2 separate regions of the Hordeum vulgare genome follow, and region 2 is linked to region 1. A link is a contact called in public Hi-C data. All regions are on one chromosome and are shown on one strand. The core of a region is the stretch at or near the end of the contact, and the rest is flanking DNA. Distances in the headings are between cores, read along the strand shown.

The links. A called contact is a pair of places that touch in the nucleus more often than the background predicts.
Region 2: a contact with region 1 is called in a Hi-C map of leaf, with 4 times the contacts expected there. The contact joins the promoter of LOC123436386 here to the promoter of LOC123436354 in region 1. A contact is called at or near these places in 2 of 6 Hi-C or Micro-C datasets (leaf and seedling) and 1 of 1 datasets of contacts at active chromatin or transcription factors (embryo).

Annotation. Positions count from the first base shown.
Region 1 is chr1H:356,410,686-356,417,906 of MorexV3_pseudomolecules_assembly, reverse strand. It overlaps LOC123436354 (protein SAMBA), which reads left to right and starts at 4,230. Exons shown (of 3, transcript XM_045115625.1): 1 at 4,230-4,415; 2 at 4,521-4,631; 3 at 4,774-5,066. The coding sequence starts at 4,292. The coding sequence ends at 4,847. It overlaps LOC123436338 (NADH dehydrogenase [ubiquinone] 1 beta subcomplex subunit 10-B-like), which reads right to left and starts at 4,151. Exons shown (of 3, transcript XM_045115624.1): 1 at 3,746-4,151; 2 at 3,584-3,651; 3 at 790-1,093. The coding sequence starts at 4,031. The coding sequence ends at 3,620.
Region 2 is chr1H:357,057,778-357,064,998 of MorexV3_pseudomolecules_assembly, reverse strand. It overlaps LOC123436386 (WEB family protein At3g02930, chloroplastic-like), which reads left to right and starts at 4,526. Exons shown (of 3, transcript XM_045115628.1): 1 at 4,526-5,336; 2 at 5,607-5,904; 3 at 5,991-7,221. The coding sequence starts at 5,317. LOC123436428 reads right to left here and starts at 2,762. Exons shown (of 7, transcript XM_045115630.1): 1 at 2,446-2,762; 2 at 2,263-2,364; 3 at 1,798-1,906; 4 at 1,166-1,281; 5 at 898-1,086; 6 at 318-463. The coding sequence starts at 2,579.

The DNA of each region.
Region 1 (7,221 bases), core at 2,981-5,480:
ATGTTTTGTGATCGAGTGCCTTAACTTCCTTTAGAGGGTGTGGAAACAGTAGGGAAGTACTGTATTTGGTTGCTATCTTCATCCGCTTCAGTTGGAAAAGTGAGCAGGATAGCATAAGCATTTTGCATTGCAACTGTATATTTCATTTTTCTGCCGCTCTAACTACATGTTTTGAATGATGTCCTATTTTCCTTCACTAGAGATTTGATCAATACTGGGACTGTGGTCTTCTTTTTGTCCTTTGCACTCTGTAGAAATAGTGGCGTTCATGATTTCATAATATGGATAAGGTACAATTTTGTTTTGAGGTTAGAATTTGGAGCACACATAACACATGATGCAGTATCATCTTCGAGTTCATCTGAAAATTCAACTTCTACTGGGGTAAACAAATCCGATAGATGCCGCCGGAGCAATGGTGCTTGCTTCGTTGTTTGGCCTATCGTAGATGATGTCCTCTCTGTGTTGCTGGCACGAAACACATGTTGTGATCAACTTTTTTCAGCATTTCACTATGTACATACTTAACCTGAAATAGTTATATCAAGCATTGTCAAGGAAAATGTACTTCCCTATTGCATCAGAATCAGTACCAGTTAATCAGCATTGTTAAGTCTGTTTATGATTCTTCTGTTTTAGAAGCTCGAGTTACAGGAATCTTTGGTTTGCATTCTACCAAGGCACATGAATTTCTGTTGCCTACCCATTTCTCTTTTTTTGCGACTGTTGTACTTGACGTGTAGTGAATACTGTAATGTGCAGCCCCTTTGATATAGAAAAGCAGCACAGTGACAAAATAGAAAGAACTTGTACAGCACAACAAAAGCCGTCTTTGGTACACTTGTAAATCAAGATGCAAAGGCAAGGACAACTAAACACAATTTTTGTATGAACGAAATTGGAAACAAGGCGGGAAAGTCCAAGTAAGGATTTGCTTAAATCCTCAAAGCGTCAAAAAAATAAAAATACAGACACCACACAGCAATGTTTCCTTCAACATAATCATTTATTAAAGGTCTATCAGCAACTTCAGAGGTAAGAGAAGAGCTGCAGCAGTTCAAGTTACTCCTTTTAGTTCCGATGGAGAGAAGACCTGCGCACAAAAATTGAAGGGTCAGTGTTATGGTCTACAATAATATACTGACACGGCTCCACTTTGTTCCAATGCATTTGCAAGGAAGAAAATAAATAAAATTAATTACCAACAGATGAGGTAAATTAATCGGCATAGATAACATTTGATAAATTTCAAATATGGTCAGCAAAGCCAGGGAGATGTTTTTTCACGTTCACAAATATAAGATGTTTAACTTTTTTTTGATTCGGATGTATAGACGCATTTTAGTGTGTTTGATCACTCATTTCAGTCCGTATATAGTCCATATTGAAATATAGAAAACATCTTATACTTGTGAACGGAGGGAATAACAAATAATATGTGCAACAAAATTTCTTGCATTCTGATGGTAACAAAACTATATTTAATAAAGGCATGAGAATATGCTCTGATAAAATAATATGTGCAACAATAATATGTGCAACAAAATATTCTGATGGTAACAAAATATAGAAAACATCTTATGCTCTGCAATTTTCTTTATTAATTCCTTGCATGAGAATATGCCAGAGGCTTGAGCTGTGGAAGATGATGCTCTCAGTATAAAATCAGATACATCCTCTTACTGTCTCTTACATTGACTTTAAGAATCGGTAACAAATGAACTCAGACAGCAGTCCTTCAAGTAAGTTAGATAACAGGATAATGTGTAGGACTGGGTGTTCGGTCTAACCGTACCAATCGGTCCGGTTCTTCGGGCATCAAAGAAATTCGATACTGCCATAACTGATGACCGATTGGTTTCTCCAGAGATGCGAAACCGAATGTTTTTGGCACCGATGATTCGGTTTGGTCATCGGTTTTAACCGAAGAGGATCCAATCTATTCGAAGAAACTGGAGTAAAATCATAAGCAAAAAAATGGAACAGCCGAATAGGAATCAATCAGGATATCCAAAGCACAAAGGGGTTGGGGGAGGAACAGTAGGAGCAAGATATCGTCGCCGAATATGAAGGAGGATTGTCGTAGGTAGTCATGGTCGCTGGCGGCTGCCGTCCGCACCATGGGGGTCGCCCAGCCGCCGATTGCCGGTAATGCACGAGGTGCATGGGCAAATGGTGGCTGCGGCGGCGGGTTGATAACTGGAGTGTATCAGGGTTAGGAGGCGGCGTATGTTTGGATTGATGTGTAGCTGGCAAAGGGATGTGTGGCTGGAAAAGGGATAAGTGGTCACATTCTGTTTTTGAGCGGGCACGTGGATGTGTAGAGCTGCTACTAGAAAGTCTACTGGGCTTAGTTGCGTGGGCCTTTGTGCACCAATTAAGTTAGTTCAGTCAACCGAGCTCGATAACCGATCTCATCGAACTAAATTCGGTTCATGACATTTGCTAGCCAAAGTAGCAACCGAAGTTTCTTTCTCCAGTTCTTGTTTTTTTTTGCCCACCCCTAATAATGTGTGGGCAAATTTGGGATGAAGTAAGCTTTCTAGTTGTTTCAACTGTTACAAAGTAACCTGTAAGTGTTTTCAGACATTAAGTGTACTCATTTACCCAGACCAAGTAGCAGAGTGTGCCACAGCAATCCAGCTTACCAACTATTCTGGTGAACAATGAATTATGACAAGGGCTCATAAAATTATGAACCTATCATAATCTGATCCAGGGGAGTATGATCACAAGAACCAAAAATAATACTCCCTCCGTCCCGAATTACTTGTCTTAGATTTAGATAAATCTAAGACAAGTAATTTGAGACGGAGGTAATAGTTGTCTAGCTATCACTACACACACTACTATCAAGACTATTTCCGAGAAAGTTCATCCAGGGTCAAGACCTTTCCTTAATAAGTCAAAATCCCGTGTTTTTCAATTTCAGACTTCATGTAGGTCTTGATTCGATATTAGGTTCAGGCAAGGCAAGAAATAGGCCAACAGCAGTAGAGAGAGGCTGAGAGGTGAGGGGACACATAAGGTTGAGAGGCTATGCTTGCACTTTCACACATATCCGCTTTTCTGACCCACGTTTGTTCTGGGATGTGGCTTTAGTCGATTAACTAGGCGTTTGAATGAGGGATACTTCACTGGGAAGTTTTACGATTTAATACCCCTCATTTCCGTTTCATGAAAAGCATAGTAGTTGTTGTCCGTCAAGAGGAAAACATCCACTTCGATACAAGTTGGAAAGAACAGTAGCAGAGTACTCCCAAGCCCTAGTTGGAAAGAACAGTTTGCACGCCCAGTCGTGCTGTCAAGACAAACACCCTTCCAGTTGTTCAAACCCCTTATAAACCAAAAATGATTCCTATGCATGTGCTAATGTTTGTTGTTCTACTACTACACCATTCCCAGGTTCCCAACCATCTAAGCATGGTAATGTGACCAATCCAGAGTTCCAGACAAAAATCTGAAGTTAGTGCATGTAACAGGGTGATGTACACATTTATTTAAGATTAATCGGCACCGAAAGCTGCATCGCACATACAAAATAACTAGGATTCTTCTTAGCATAACAAGCAAGCAGCCTGACCTGTCCATTCCAGGAACAGCAGGAGAAGCAGCCGAGCTACTCCTCGACCTCGACCACCTTCTTGGGCTCTGCGCGACACCAAACAACCAAACCATATCAGCCAGTGGAACAGACGAGACCATAGCCTGCAGGCAGAGGAGGACTCGGGTGGGAGTAGAGTACCGTGGAGGTCCGCCGGGCGGTGGTCCTTGCCCCATCCGACGCCGCGGGTGGACTCGAGGTACTGGTCGACGAGGTGGCGGCACTTCTGGTGGTGGTTGACGCCCTCGATCCGGTAGCACCAGCGGAGGCGGTCGCGGATGATCTTGGCGGTCTCGATCTGGATCCACTTCTCCCGCACCAGGTGCTCCCTGTACTCCAGCATCGCCACCGGGTCCCCATACGGGTTCTTCGGGTCGAAGTCATCCGGCGGCCTCTCGTCGAACTCGACCTTCGCCTTCCGCACCATCTCCGGTCGTCTCCTGCTCCGCCTCCGCCGCCGGCCTCTCTCCTCCCTTCTCTCCTTGCCTGGGGTGGATCTCGTCGTGGGGATTGGGGAATGGATGGAGAGAGTGAGACGAACAGATGGCTTCCCACTTACAGTAGCAACCCGGCCCATTTATATGGCCCATCCACACGGCCCACTTCGCGGGGCCGTATAATTCGTTGCCTGACCAAGTGACCCACCCGCACGGAAGGGCGCCGCGTTTCAAACGAGGCCGATCTCCGATGAGCTCTCCGGCGAGGTCGACCGTCTCGGCGGCGAGCGCGGGAGGCGGGATCGCGCTCTCCGCTGCCGACGACCTCGCCGACTCGATTGACGCGCTCTACCGCAAGGACGAGGCCATGACCGGTAAATCCATCCCCCTCGGCACCTCCCAAGCCCTAGTCCCCTTCCCCTTTTAGACCTCCTCCGCTCAGTTAAGCAGTGGAATTGGTCTGGCTGCTTCCCCCGCAGAGCTCAAGTCGGAGGTCATGGAGGCGCTGCAAAAGGAGGTCAGGTCGCTCGACGACAACAGCTGGATGTTCGCCGCCCCGCGCTCCCGCATCAACCTCGTTTCCAAGCGAGGTAACAGCACCATAAATCTCACTCAAATTCAAAATCAGCATAAGATTTTATGGTTGATTATGGATTACTGTTCGAATTGATATTGTGTGTGATACGGTCACAAGAGTTTATGTTTGTTTCCGGCTTGGGATGAGCTTTTCAGGTGGTTACCTGCCCCAGCAACAGGGGAAAATTGCGGAGTTGGATCAAGCGGCCAAGAAGACAAGGAACTGCTAGGGATTATAGGATTTTCCATCCAGGCTGTGCTCCTAGGGGCTGTCATCTGATTCCAGACACCTGGAGTTGCATTCATCTAAATCATTTCCAAGTACATGCTAGGATATTTAGGTGACCCAAGTGTGCTGCTGTTGCTCATAAGTCATAACTTATTTAAATCAGTTTCAGGTACATGCTATGCTTTACATTTAAGTAATCCAATTGTTATGATGATGTTCATGACTTGTGCCTTTTGCACCAAATCCTTGCAAATTGATCCCAAAAATTTTTCTCAGATAAATCTTGAGATACAGTGTGTTGACTTTGTAGGTGAAAATGTAAAATATTGATAAGCACATACACTTTCATTATCTTTGATCTTCAGTCTTGACCAGCAATATATAGTGGTATCAATATCTATTTTATCGCCTGTGAGTTGAACTTTAGAAAAGAGATTAACTGTGGCATTTTGTCCTAGAATACAATAGACTGGTAGTAGAAAAAATGCAAGGTATATTTTCTTCTTGGTCAACTTGGTCATCCTTTTTGTATGGGATTGTTTCATAGCTGTTTGTGATCTTATTCATGCCTGGCTGGCGGCTTCCTCTTATATGCATCTAATACGTGATTCCAATTGCTAATTCTTTGTTCATCCTTCAAACAAGAGAATGTCCTAAAAACACATTATTACCTGAACACTTCTGAGTTGATCTTCAATCTGATAGCCCAACACGGTACACTTTGATGTTGCAGCGGATTAACTTTTGACCCAAATGAAGAATATAGGTCGGTTTTCTACTCAAAGCTAGACGGTTGAAAAATATCTTTGCACCCATGATATTTCTGGGGTTTTGCCATAACAGCAGGCTTTTGTTTTTCTCCCAAGTATACAAGGAGATATCCCATGGTGTATGCTCTTTGCGGATGATGTGGTGCTAGTCGATGATAGCCGAACGGGGGTTAATAGAAAGTTAGAGTTATGGAGGCGGACTCTAGAATCGAAAGGTTTTAGGCTTAGTAGAACTAAAACTGAATACATGAGGTGCAGTTTTAGTGCTACTAGGCATGAGGATGGAGAGGTTAGCCTTGGTGGGCAGGTGGTACCGGAGAGAGACACGTTTCGATATTTGGGGTCCATGTTGCAGAAGGATGGCGATATCGATGAAGACGTGGGCCACTGAATCAAGGCTGGGTGGATGAAGTGGCGCCAAGCTTCTGGCGTACTCTGTGACAAGAGAGTGCCACAAGCTAAAAGGCAGGTTTTATAGGACAGCTATCCGACATGCGATGTTGTATGGCGCGGAGTGTTGGCCAACCAAGAGACGACATATCCAACAGTTAGGTGTAGCAGAGATGCGCATGTTGAGATGGATATGTGGCCACACAAGGAAGGATCGGATACGGAATGGCGATATACGAGAGAGACTTGGGGTAGCACCGATTGAAGAGAAGCTGGTCCAGCATCGTCTCAGATGGTTTGGACATATTCAACGGAGGCCACCGGAAGCGCCGGTGCATAGCGGACGGATAAAGCGTGCTGAGAATGTTAAGAGGGGCCGTGGTAGACCAAACTTGACATGGGAGGAGTCCGTTAAGAGAGACCTGAAGGTTTGGAATATCGACAAAGACTTAGCCATGGACAGGGGTGCGTGGAAGTTAGCTATCCACGTTCCAGAGCCATGACTTGGCTTCGAGATCTTATGGGTTTCAACTGTAGCCTACTCCAACTTGTTTGGGACTAAAAGGCTTGGCTGTTGTTGTTGTTGTTGTTGTTGTATATTGCTAGTAAATGGCCAGTGTTCTTGAGTAATCACCGCCCACCCTGTACATCTGCCTCTATATCGTCTCCGCGGCTTGTTGAATGCAGACTTGCAGTGTTATTCTATACATACTAGTATGATCTATTTTTTTGAATGAAAGGGGTTGCCCCCCCTGCCCCATCTTTATAATGAAGCAGATAGAACACAGTTCAAAGACGCCTAAAACCAGGCTCCACTACCACACCACACATCAGGCGATACACACAGGTAAAGTCCTGAACGGCGGCCAGACCATACAAAGAACTACCACAAACTGAAAACAAAGGACAAGTCTGCAAGGAAATAACGCTATTTATTACAGCCAAGATCACTCATCCCTCCAGGCAATCCGAAGCAGCTCGCCTCGATGCTTGTCCAGGAGCAAAATAAACCTTCTCAGCACCTCCACTTGAGCAGCGTCGCAGAGCACCATCCATTTTTGCAAGTTCCCTTTTAATTTGGCAAGGCCGCAGCCCAGACCCCTCCATGATCTTCCCTGGAAACAGAAATCATTTCTCAAAGTCCATATACTCCACAAGGAGGCAGCAGTGATCATATTAAGCATAGTTCTTTTCTTTTTGTCTTTCCACATAGAA
Region 2 (7,221 bases), core at 3,277-5,776, 650 kb before region 1:
TTTCTTGTGAACTCATCTAGCATGTTTAGCTCCATTTTTAGGACAAGGAATTTTTTTACGCTCTGCTCGATTGGCCATACCACTAGATCTTTCTTATAAAATAAATTCCTTTATGGTACCAGGATGAACGCAGCCATAACATCTAGTATGTTCGTTTCATGCACCGATCTAGTATTAGGCATTAGATTGGGTGCCAAAACTACTTGAAACGCAACTGTTTCCCTGCCAACCTAGAGCAACAACAAATCACAGTAGAAACATGCTAACATGGGGAGTACCAAACATAATAGCAAGACGACACAGTACACAGAGCTTACCAAAACCTCCAAAAAGAGTTGATTTCTGGATGATAAATCGGCTAACTTTTGATCTCTTCAGTTTTTTCAGGAGTGGCATATCTTCATGCTTGCCTTTAAATTCCATGAATTCACCAAGGACATTTTTGTCCCCTCTGAGTTCCAACCTACAAAAGGGAAGTAAAGCTATAAAAATACAACCAGAGGTTCTATGTGTTCGTGTTCACTGAACTGCAATATAGTACTCCCGACATTCACAAATATAAGATGTTCTACATAACTTTTTTCTGAATGGATGTATATACACATGTTTTGTGTGTGTGTTCACTCATTTCAGTCCGCATGTAGTCCATTTTGAAATATCTGAAACATCTTATATTTGTGAACGGAGGGAGTACATACTAACAATATTTACTGATTGCAATCTGAACGCTGCTTCTTAAAACCCAAATTTCTCCAACCAAAATACGAATGCCATGATATATTTTTTCTCACTATATCCCAGCCCCTCCCTCCCTAATGCACCAGGAAAGACAATTGGAGGAATAAGAGCAATGGAAATTTTAGAAGTAAATAAAAACATTATGGTGGTATATTTTACCTGTCCCACATAGGCGACGTGCTGAGAATAGAATACAGATTTTGGAGTAACGAATCTTGGATGTCGCTTTTGTTTCCATGAAATGCACCTTTAATCCATGTCGAAAGTCCACCTTTCGTGTCTGCCTTAATATCTTTCCATTGATCATACGAGATAACCTCCGGTTGAAGATTAATAGTGTACGAAGGCCTGATAAAGCACAAGACAACTGAGCAACCATTTAAGGGCAGCAGAGCAAAAAGAAATTTGTCATGTACAGAGAACTAACCTGCAGTTGGGATTTGGCAGTACAACTCTTCCGTTTACAATCCCATTAGGCAGTGTTGCTCCCCTCTGCTCCAAGTATGATTGAAGATTGGCAGCTATCCTACTGACTTCTAGTACCTATGAGAACAAAATTCAACAAATGAATTGACAATAATACAACTCGTACCATTTTGGTTATTATATTACAAACCAGTGATGTGCAGGAATCAAACAAGAAAAAATAAACTAATAGAGTCATTTGAGTTTTGATTGTGAATATTCCTTTTTCCAGCTTCGAACTTAAGTCTGGTGTGGAACTGCAATGATCCTATTATTCAGAACACAATAACAAGTACTCCCTCTGTAGTGATCTAAACAGTCTTATATTAGTTTACAGAGGAATACTAACTCTGTAAACTAATGTAAGATGTTTTATACCACTATTTTAGTGATCTGAAACGCCTTATATTAGTTTACAGAGGGAGTACAAACTATCAAGTTCATGTTCATTGTCATGAATTACCCCTCAGGAGGTAGCAACAATATACTACTTGGTAAGGCAACAGTTGCAAAACACTAGGTTCAATAATTAACAGGTTATTACAACAACAATTCTGGAATGCTTAAGCAAAATGGAATGTTCAAATTACGTACCGGGTTAGGAATAACCTCCTGCTTGTGCTTCTTTTCGGTGTACCAGTTACCATCCTTGTCAACCTCAACAAAACCAGAGAGATTGTTGATTAGCACCACCATGACCTCCCTGTCACCAAAAAAGCTTTAGATCCTTGCTTTCAAGTTTAAACCATGCGACAGTTCAGTCAGTCGTATTAGCTGACAACGATATAATGAATACATTAGTTGATATGTAAGATCTGTTGATGCAGTCATTCACATCAAAGCCCGTATGATTGAGTACATGAGATTACTAATACTAAGTATGTATGTTACACCAGCTAAACACAACATTCAACAAGCACAGGAGATACGGACAGATACATGAACAGATCCGTATGAAACGATGGAATAGGATATGAGCAGCATCTGTTCTAATATCCAGCACTATTCGCTAACTAGAACTACGTGACGAGAACGGTGTGTGGGTGGTTGCGGGCTGACCTCTTGGTGACGAGAACGACGTCGACATGCTGGCGCGCACCGGCGTCGGGGTCGGGGATGCGGAGGCCGACGAAGCAGCGACCGCCATAGAGCTTCTCGAGCCTGGAGCGGAGATGGAAGGGGTTGATCGTTAGGGTTTACCTGGGGGGACTGAAGGAGGGGGTGGGCTGCAGAGACGGGTACCTGGCTGCGACGGCGAAGCAGAGATCGGAGTGGGAGGAGTCAAGGTCGGCGAGCTGGTCCAGGCCGTCGTCGGAGAAGAAGACGGCGCGGATGAGCTTGTAGGCCACCAGGCCGCACAGTATCTCGACCCACATGGCCGCCCGCCGCGGCGATCAATCCACGACACCGACCAGAGGAGGGAAGGGGCGGTGGAGGAGGCGGTGGTGCTTCGCTTGAGCGAAAGGCGGAGGCGGTTCGGACTTTTGAGATGGGTCGGAGGGTTGGAGAAGGGGATCTAATTATCAGTCTTCTTCTCTGCAACTAAAGGGAAAATGGCAATTTCTTCTTCCTTCTTTTTTCCCCTGTCCTAGTTATAATTTTCAGAACAGACCGGTTTTATTTCTGAATAATGCAGAAAACCTTAGTTTTTTCTTCCGAAGATAAACCTTAGGCCGCGTTTGGCTCCGTTTCTCACCGGTTTAAGATACAGACCTAACCCCGTTGTTTTTATTTCGGGGACAGCTAGGCGTCCACCGATGGATCCGTATTAATTATCCATCACGTGACTAGCCGTTGGATGTATGCGTGCGCAGCTGTCCGATGTACACACATCCTGCAACAACGTTTCAGTTGCCGAAACTAGCTCGTTGTTTCGGCCCCGACATCGCACGTTCGATGTACACGCGCGGCCGCCTTTTCCGATCAAATACATCCTGAAACAACGTTTCAGTTGCTGAAACTAACTCGTTGTTTCGGCTCCAACATTGCACGTCTGATGTACACGCGCGGTCGCTCCTCCGATCAAATACATCCTGAAACAACATTTCATTTGCTGAAACTAGCTCGTTGTTTCGTCCCCGACATCGCACGCCTGATGTACACGCGCGGTCGCTTCCCTCGATCAAATGCATCCTGAAACAACGTTCCAGTTGCTGAAACAAGCTCGTTGTTTCGGCCCTGACATCGAGCGGCCGAACGGTGTTCTTCACTTTTGCAATATAGGTAATGTTGCGAAAACATTTGCATCAGAGGTCATGCCGCAAAAACTTCTGCAACAAAGGTCATGTTGCAGAAAACTTTTGCAACATAGGTTAGGTTGCATAATTTTTTTCTTTGTATTTTTGCAACACATATACTATTGCGGAAGAAACTTTTGCAACAAAGATCATGTTGCAGAAAACTTTTACAACATAGGTCTGGTTGCAGAATTTTTATTTCTTCGTCTTTTGCAATGTAAGTACTGTTGTGGAAAAAACTTTTGCAACAAAGGTCATGTTGCAGAAAACTTTTGCAACATAGGTTAAGTTGTAGAAAAAAACTTCGTCTTTTGACAACAGAGCTGATGTTGCAAAAACTTGTCTAAATTACAGCCGTCGTTCACCGCTATAGTTAGCAACACAAGATAAAATAAAAAAATGCACGTCATAGGCAAGAGGAATGACAGACTATGCATGCGAGCGTCAGAACGTGCCTGACCAAGCATGGATCAAGCGATCCAACGGCTGCGCGGGTGGCGGAGCTCTCCGCGATCAACCGGTAGAGAGTTAGCGTTTTCCTTTTATTTCACACAGAAAACAAAAAATGACCGGTAACTTACACCTGTAAAATAAATACAGGTGTAAAAAATTACAACCATTTCAAACAGGGCCTTAGAGTTGTTCACTGGTTTTCCTCTCTCTCTTTTTTCTTGAATTTTCACGGGAGGAGAGTTTCTCCCACCTGAATATATTGATCAAAGTGGGGTCTTCCTCTCTTTAGATGCTAACGTTTCATCTTTCTTTTTCTTCCATTTTATAATAAAGTTCTTCAGATGAACGCCGAATTCATTATAGCATCTCTGAAAACAATGTAAAATAAGGCACTCAAAATCAGTATTAGAGCACCAAAAAAAATATTAGGCATCAGAAAAGTTCCTGCCGTAGTAGATTGATGTAGAAAAGTTTCTGCCGTAGTAGATTGATGTAAAATAGCGTACTCAATTGTGTTTCTTGAGGTTGATGTAAAATCTCTATGAGCATTTTTTAAAGACAGAACCGGTATATCATCTTAAGATTGACGAAGCCATCATAGACGTCTCATAGTCGACGAAAACGTTGAACACGCTGAACACGCATAGTCAAAAAATTTAAAATAAATCCATGAATAATACGAGCATCATCATCTAAACCCTCAAGGGCTGGGATACCATCTGTCCTACTCCTGTTGGAGATGCTCGTAGCATGCTTCTTACTTCGAGTCAGTTTTTTTTAGAGAACTTGGAGTCAGTTAAGTTAGAGCTAAGTATGCGTGTATGTCAGCGAGCGAGAATAACGCGTGCGCGACGGACCACAGGTGGGTGGACCTTAAGCGCCAAGCAATCGCCCATCAGCAGCAAGGAGCGAAAAGGAAGAAGAGAGGATCGTCAGACGATTGTTTTTCCTTTTTAAAAAGAAATGCTTTGGGCCTATTTTCTTATCAAAACTAGATTGGGGCCCTTCCGACAAACAAAGCTGTTCGGCCTGTGAGGGTAAGATTTAATTGGGCTTGAAGTTAGAAACAAAAAAAGATTTAATTGGGCCTCATAGGCTGACTTGTATCTGGAGGTTGGTGACGCGCACGACAGCATCCGTTTCATTCACTGATGAGCGTAGGATGGACGTGCAGGCGAGTGCCATCCCAGACCGCCGGCACCCAAACATGCATACCACTCTGTCTTCTTCACCATCTCCTCCTCCTACTTGTTCAGTCTCACGCCCGTCATCCTCTCGTTCATGCACATGTCCTCCAGCTTCGGTTGGCTCCAAGCAGCTAAGAAGCTAGCGCGAGATTGCGAACTTCAACAAGGGGCTAGCTGGCTTAGCCTTGTTGCAGTCCAAGCTCAAGGTTGCTTCTGCTTTCTGGCACTACTCGACGATGCTCGCATCCAAGCCCAAGTAAGTGATTGTTCTTGTCCATCTCCATCTTCTGCATTTTTGAGGCCTTGAGATGTCCAGTTTTTTATTTTTATTTTCCGTCCTCAGCATAGTTCTCTACTCTCAAATTCAGTCGTTCAGCTCCCCCAACGAAATTTTCATGCTCCTTTTTGTAGATATTCCTTCAATGAAATCTCATACAAATTACCAAAAAACTTCCAATGTAGCAGTAGTAATTTTTGATAGAAATTGTGCATGATCTAACGTCTGGTATTGCTGAAATTAAAGCAGGGCAAGTCTGCCTGAACCTTCCAACCACAAGGAACCAGCTAATTCCAGTTCCGGTTCCAACTACAGCAGGGCCCATGCTTCAGCACCTAGAGTGAGCAGGCTAGCCAAACCTGCTGCAACTGCAGGATCAAGCAAGCAAGCAGCAGAGGCCAGGGCGCCTTCCCCGTTACACAATGCTGCCCGTGCTGCCGCCGCCGCTCCGCTCGACAAGTCCGTCGATGCCGCCCAGAAGCCATCACCGGGAGAACGCCGATCGAACTTCAAGGCATCGCCGCACCGTACCTCTACTACTCCCGACGTGAGAGAACGAAACACAGACAAAAGAATCATGTACATTTGCCAGTCCATTCATGCACCTCGTGACTGATTTTCTTGTGTTTCCAGAGGCAGCCGAGGGTCGCCAAGGCGTCGGAGCTGCAGGCACAGCTGAACCTCGTCCAGGAGGACCTCAGGAACGCGAGGGAGCACCTGGCCAACATCGACAGGGACAGAGCCCAGGTCCATGGCGACCTGGTGCTCACCAAGACGCTGGCCGACGAGGCCTACCAGAAGCTCGAGGAATCCCTGGCCGCGCAGCGGCGAGCCGAAGAGGCGCTGGAGCTCGAGAGGTTCAAGTCCGTCGAGCGGGAGCAGGCGAGCATGGAGCTCGCCCGGAGGAAGGAGGAGGAGTGGCAGCGGAAGCACGCCGACATCACGAAGCGACATGCCCAAGACGTCAATTCCCTAGCTAAGGCGACCAAGGAGCTTGAGAATGCCATGGGTGAACTGGCGGTGACCGCCCAGGCCAAGAACTCGGCCCTCAGCCGTGCCGACGAGGCCGAGAAGACCACGCAGGGAATTGCAAAAAGGATGGAGATCCTGATGGCTGAGGTGACCCGGCTCAAGTCTGAGATGGAGAGCAGAGAAAAAGGAGCAGAAGAGATCATCGACAAGCTGCGGTCCGAAGCCACAGAGCTGCGAGCTGAGCTCCAGAGAGCAATGGCGTTTCAGGAGAAGCTGGTCAGAGCAGAAGAAGTGGTTGAGGGGCTCAAGATCGACATTGCGTACGCCAAGAGGGCAGAGATGGATGCAGACCAGTCGGCGCAAGGGTGGAAGAACAAGGCAGCGGCGCTGAACGATCGCCTAGTGGCGATCACGTCACTGAACAAATCCAATGAGGAGGCACTGGCGTCCCTGACAAAGAGTTTCCAGGAAGCACAGTCGCAGCTCCTCCAGCTGACAGAGAAGGCTGCGGCATCAGAGTGCGAAGCGAGCCAGTACAAGGAAGGATTCCTCGAGACCAACAGGCGTCTCGACATCGTGAGGAAGGAGGCATCGGACCTGCAGGCCGCCATTGACAGCCTGAGGTCTGAACACGAGCTACTGAATGAGGCACATCGGCAGGTTGTCAGCAACGAGAAGGCGGCCAGCTCGCAGATCAGCATCCTCGGTGGAGACAAGGTGAGGCTTCAGCAGGAGCTTGATGAGGCCAGGGAGGAGAAGAACAAGGCCAAGAAAGGTGTCGAGGACGTAGCAGCTGCTCTACGTCAAGTGTCAGCAGAAGCAAGAGAAGCCAAGGAGAGGGTCCTGGCAAAGCAGACCGAGCTGGATCATGCACAGCTTCAGATATCCGAGC